2 separate regions of the Mus musculus genome follow, and region 1 is linked to region 2. A link is a contact called in public Hi-C data. All regions are on one chromosome and are shown on one strand. The core of a region is the stretch at or near the end of the contact, and the rest is flanking DNA. Distances in the headings are between cores, read along the strand shown. Region 1 overlaps Atp13a5 (ATPase type 13A5). Region 2 has its middle 13 kb from the start of Mb21d2.

What was found. A called contact is a pair of places that touch in the nucleus more often than the background predicts.
Region 1: a Hi-C map of epidermal suprabasal cells shows a contact between it and region 2, with 2.4 times the contacts expected there. The contact joins two enhancer-like sites. A contact is called at or near these places in 4 of 39 promoter capture datasets (cranial neural crest, hippocampal neurons, liver and 1 more) and 1 of 484 Hi-C or Micro-C datasets (epidermal suprabasal cells).

Annotation. Positions count from the first base shown.
Region 1 is chr16:29,348,474-29,351,327 of GRCm38.p6, forward strand. It overlaps Atp13a5 (ATPase type 13A5), which reads right to left. Exons shown (of 30, transcript NM_175650.4): 2 at 2,163-2,336; 3 at 483-629; 4 at 203-273; 5 at 17-97. Among named protein-coding and RNA genes, the nearest start is that of Atp13a5, 29 kb to the right of the region's middle. Within about 2 kb of position 1,573, at least 3 of the 459 cell types and tissues checked have an H3K27ac peak or open chromatin away from gene starts, as enhancers often do. A contact at or near this core is called in epidermal suprabasal cells, where this site is marked.
Region 2 is chr16:28,941,526-28,944,225 of GRCm38.p6, forward strand. No RefSeq gene overlaps it. Among named protein-coding and RNA genes, the nearest start is that of Mb21d2, 13 kb to the left of the region's middle. Within about 2 kb of position 1,301, at least 3 of the 459 cell types and tissues checked have an H3K27ac peak or open chromatin away from gene starts, as enhancers often do. A contact at or near this core is called in epidermal suprabasal cells, where this site is marked.

The DNA of each region.
Region 1 (2,854 bases), core at 323-2,822, 410 kb after region 2:
GCGTTATTAAGCCTACCTGACCTCTTGCTCTTCATTGGTCAGACCCAATCCAAACGTATGGTGGATGTCAAAGCAGGAGTTACTGTCTTCCAGCAACCTAGGATGTAGTTGGGATAGGAAAGATACTTCAATTTACAGCTCCCAATGAGCCAGGGTTCTTCGTCTGAGTCCTGAGGTAGCAGTGAGAAAAAGTTATACTTACCCAACTTTCTGAAATCGCTTCTTCAAGAAATCCCACACGTACCTTATTTTCTGCACTTGGATGCATCGTAGCTGCAACCACAAATAAGAAGGAACAGGGATCATACACAGAGGAAAGCCAAGCAAAGGCTAAATTCTTCAGTGTAGGTTCCCATGTGGGTATTACAACCCGGTATCATTCCAGCCCGAAAATGTTGCATTCAAAACTTGAACCAATAAACACACACTCAACTTTGTCTCCACAAATGGTGCCAAAACATCCCACACATAAGACCTCTTACTTTTAGTTCTGGCTTCATCACAGCTTGGTTTATGACTGAGTGGTGGTCAGCTACCAGAGGTTCCTCTGGGTTCTTGCTTATAGGAAACTTCAGTGTGGATAAGTGGAGGCAGAAGACCTTTTTCCTCATATATCTTCGAAATTCATCCTTGAGATGTCAACAAACAAGAGGAAAATCTCAGACCTCACTCAGAATGCAAATTCTTAGCCCCACTCTAGACTCTACAGTGTCAGAAACTTAGGAACTGGAGTCAGCAGTCTGTGTTTCAGTGAGCCTTCCAGAGGCTCCTGATATGTTCAAATATTTGAGAAATGTTGGGCATATTTTATAGTTAAGCATTATGTCTAGAAACTTTCTTAGATGACTCTATTTCCTTTTTATTATTTAAATGTTTGAGACAGGGATTCTTTGTGTGTTCTATACTGAGATCACCCTCTTGGTTAGCCTGCCTTTTCTTCCCAAGGCTTGGGATCATAAGTGTGCACCACCATGATGGGCTCTGGCTATTTTTAAATAATCTCTACAAGCTTAAATTCTCTAGAATACTCCTATGCAGACAGTTTTGAAAACTGAGTGTTCTCACGTCATGTGGTCTCTGAGACTTGTAACAATGACAGCTACTGCCCCATGTAATGGCAGAAAGCAACATCCCTCATCTTGAAATACCAGACATTTCTGCAGGCTGAAGTGAAGGAAGTGTCAGCATTCTTGGGCTAGCCCAGAGATAACGTGTGGCTTGAAAAGATGGTTTTTCCTCCTCTCGTTCTGGTCTAGGTAAACTGCTTGAATGGATGAGATCGTCCCTCTAGAATACTAATCAGTCAGTGCTGGGTCACAAAGGCAGAATACAAAATGTTTGTTTTCTTTAAAAGTTATATTTCATTTTTTATTTGCGATATAGTACTTGCATATATTTATGAGTCTTGTGTAATTATTTCCTCTGAACTGAAATATTCCCTCCTTGAAGACTCAGAAAATAAACAAAACTCACAAGTCTGAACAAGTTCCTAAGAGAAGAATCCCAAGAGGTCTCCCACTGGCTACACAGGCAGTAACAAGTTCCTGAAAGAAGAGGTTCTCTAACCTGTTTAATCACTTCCCGATAAAGCAAGGAGTTCTAGGAATGGGGTGTGCTCTCCAGTGCTGCAACTGCCTGTGATTCACCCACAATCTTGAGAGCAATATATATGTATGTATATATCTTATGCATATACTATATGTGTCTATAGCATATACATTCTAGAGATGGGTGAAATTATTTCTTTGATCTGTTGTCAGTGAATAGACAATTGTTCAGGTCTTTTCAGAAACATTCACACAGCAATAGGGTATGTTCTGAAAGATCAAATCAATGTAATAGGCCTCTTAACCACTTTAGAAATTTAACATTTGTGTAGGAAACACTCAAAACCCTGTCCAATAGCTATTTTTAAATTTTTCTGTCAGCCATTCTATCCTATCATGCAATAGAATATTAACAGGTATTCCCCTATTCAACTGTAGCCTTGTATCTACTAATCATTTTCCCTCTATCTCTCCTTCCCCTTCTCAGGCTTTGAGAATTAGTAATCACTATTCTATATGTCAACTCCATATCTTCCTTGTGTAAGTGAGAATATACAGTATCTGTCTTTCTATAATGATCATGGCATTTAAAATGGACATGAGAAAGTTACGCACGGTTGTCCTCAGCAAAATTGTGTCTGCTTCTTGCAAGGGGCATGGGATGCAACTGGTCCACACCCACCACTCAGGCCTCCAGTAGAACATCAGCTGAACTGCCCCAAGAGTCAGGATGGCTGTGACAAGGCACAGTGCTCTCCGTAAATTCTGGGTATGGTAGCCAAACACCTCCTGCATAATAAATAGAACATTTTATGTTTCAGTATTTACAAAAGTATCATTTTGATTCACAGAATATATGCTTTAGATTCAGGGCTGTTGGTTGAGAACATCAGTTGATAGAATTGAGTTGACTGCAGCTGACATCTAATATATAAAAGAACAGAGAAGCACAACACTTCCTACCTCTCTGTCATGTAAAATCACACATTAAATGGGATAAAAAAGGAAGTTCTACCTGCTTCTATGCCATCCCAAGAGGTACCCCAAGTGTGAGTAACATACCTCATGTTTTAAAGCAGCTTTATTTTCTTAAGGTATTAAAAAAAATGTTGGAGGCATACCTAGATACCCTGAGATACAAACTGTTCCCTAAATGCCATTGTCTGATCATGACTCCATCCAACTTCACCAGGCAGGCAGCACCAGTAACATTAGGTTAGACACCTCCCTGCCCTGACCCAGTCCCCTGGGGCATGCCCATATCTCCAGCAATGTGTACTGCCCATCCACTGTCCAACTTGAGGATG
Region 2 (2,700 bases), core at 51-2,550:
GGTTGTCTCTTTCCAGCATGTGTTTCCTGCCTTTGTAATGTAAGTGGGAAAATCCTATGAATCATGTTGTTTTCAGAGCTTCTTGAAATCTCAGCAACTACCCTTCTCCATTTAGGAAGGAATGTCTTAATCTGAAAGCAATACCTATGCAACAGACGTCAATAATCTAAGGGTCTGTAGGCAAGCTACCAAACAGTCAATGTAGGCTTCAAATTTATAAGTAAGCTGTTAGTCCCAAGCATGGGAGAACAAAGACCACCAGCCCAAATCATCATGGCCAAATTAATTAAAGCAAGGTGTGTGTGTGTGTGTTTGTGTGTGTGTGTCTGTCTGTCTGTCTGTCTGTGTCTGTGTGTGTGTGTATATGTATGTGGTGTGTGCGCATATGAGCTGTCTCCCCCTAAGTTGGGTTTCAGGAGGTCAGCATTGAACGTGAGAAAGACAGGTTTTGATAGCTCAGGAATACGGGGTTTCCAGATGGGGGAAGTGGGGTTGGCAGGCAAAATAGACAGGGTTACAGGAGCAGAACATAAGCATAACAGGTTAGTCATAAGGACCTGACACAAAGACATTGGTTGCCAGGTAGTCATAACAAGACAGATGTAGCAATGGGTCATCATAATAAGGTAGCTAGAACAACCTTTTGAAACAAAGGTAGGTTTGCAAGATGGTTATTAACTTTTTGAAACAAACACATGGTTGTCATTCCTGGAGCAGGCAAAAATGGTACATGTACCAATGTTACAGAACCATTTGTCATTAAAGTCATAGGTGAGGTGTAGCCTACCTAATCCTTGATAAACAGGCCTTTAAGCCAAAGAGAGAGGCAGGATGGATATTCAAAACAAATAGCGAAAACCATGCAGCCAAAACCAGCCTGGAACTTGCTCTGTAGACTAGGCTGGCTTGGAACTCACCTCTGGATCCTCTTGTGTGCTAGGATGAAAGAATATGGCATTTTCAATGGCATTCTTTTTTTTTTTTTAACACCTCTTTACCACAACAAACGCTTATTGAGACTGTATCGTATGCAGTTTCCTTGCTTGACACTGAGGACACAAAAGATTCTTGTCCTACTGGATCCTACATGCCAGGTCAATCATTTAATCACAAACTGGCGTTATTTACTAAATTTAATCTCTGTCTGTAACAGCTTCTTCTAGAAAGCCAGATCGATAACACACCTACATGAAGAGATTTCGTTTTTTTAAAAAATTGGCTCATCGGCTGTGAGGACTGACAAGTCCAACCTGCTATACCAGGCAAGTCTGGAACTGGTGGGGCAGAAGCAGGCTGGGAACACATCACACTGCATGCTGTGTGATTCCCTGCTGCAAATCTCGGGTGTTGTCTTCAGAACCTCTCAGCTGGCTGAATATGATCCATCTACACTGTATAGGTCCTGCTCCCCACACTGAAAGCTGCACTCCTATATGGACTGAGTAACTAAACGGGATATCATGAAAATTTTGACAATAAAGTGTTTCTGAGCACAGAGCAACCAAAAGTAAGTTAAAATCAAACTCCTACTAAATTCCCAGTATTTGTAACAGCATTCTCCCAGGTTACTTCATGTAACTTCACTTCTCCCTTGGTTCTGAGCATGTAAGACTCTGGCGAGCCTTAGCTTACTGGGGACCCCTTGAGTGAACCACGTAGGGATCGATACAAGAAGCAAGAGGAATTTATTGTTCCAGTGCACTGGGGTCATCCCAGACCCGAAGGAGAGACAGCAACCCCATGCTGCTCATTTAGTGAGCTATTTATACAGTTTTCAGGGCAGCAGCCATTAGGCACAATGTGATTGGCAGAACAGTGTGACTTTTTAAACTGATTGGTCTTTAGGTGGCAAGAACTTCCCTTGTCTGAAGGTGGGCAATGGTCAGTCCTGTGGAATGTGTCCTCACCTGCAGGTTGGTCCCCGCCCCCCACTGTGGTCTGAGGAATGCTAATTAGCCTCTCCCTTAGGGGGGGAGGGGCAAGTGTTCCATGACTTTCCCAAAGTTCCTGAGCTAACCTTTTCAAGCACACAAAAGTGCTTTGCAATGAGCAGGCTTTCACACCTAGCAACACGGACAAACTGCTTGAAACACCCTGACTCAGATTTAAAACCATTGCCAGGATGTAATTTGTAATGAATATGTGATAGTTGCAATCGAATTTTATTTGGCTTTATTGAAAAACCAAATCATGAAACTTGCAGGAAAATGGATGGGTCAGGAAACTATTATAGTCCAGGCAATAACCCAGACTCTGTTGGAAAGACAAAAAACCACATCTTCTCTTTCCTATGCAGATCCCACAGTGTTTATTTGGATGTAATGGGTATGAGTGGACTATACTCTGTGGACCTGGAAAGGGGGCTGCAAGAGAGTATTGGACGGAGAAGAGGCTTTGAGCAAGGGATGGGAACACAGACAGAGCTTGCTCTAAGTGCCAGGACTCAGATAGGCAACCATCGCATGGTAAAAGCTCTGCTGTTTTAACTGCATACTCAGTTTTCTGCTCTTACAGAAACACAATGGTTTTGTTACAGAAAATAAAGACTTTTTAATATTTTTCCACCATCATGCCTCAGCATGTAAATGTCAAATTCATATATCTTTGGATGGGATTGGACTGACTTGAGTGTTTAATTTTAAAAATTGCTGTTTGATCCGCTAACTTTGGGTTTCATGAAAACTCGTGAAATGAATTTTG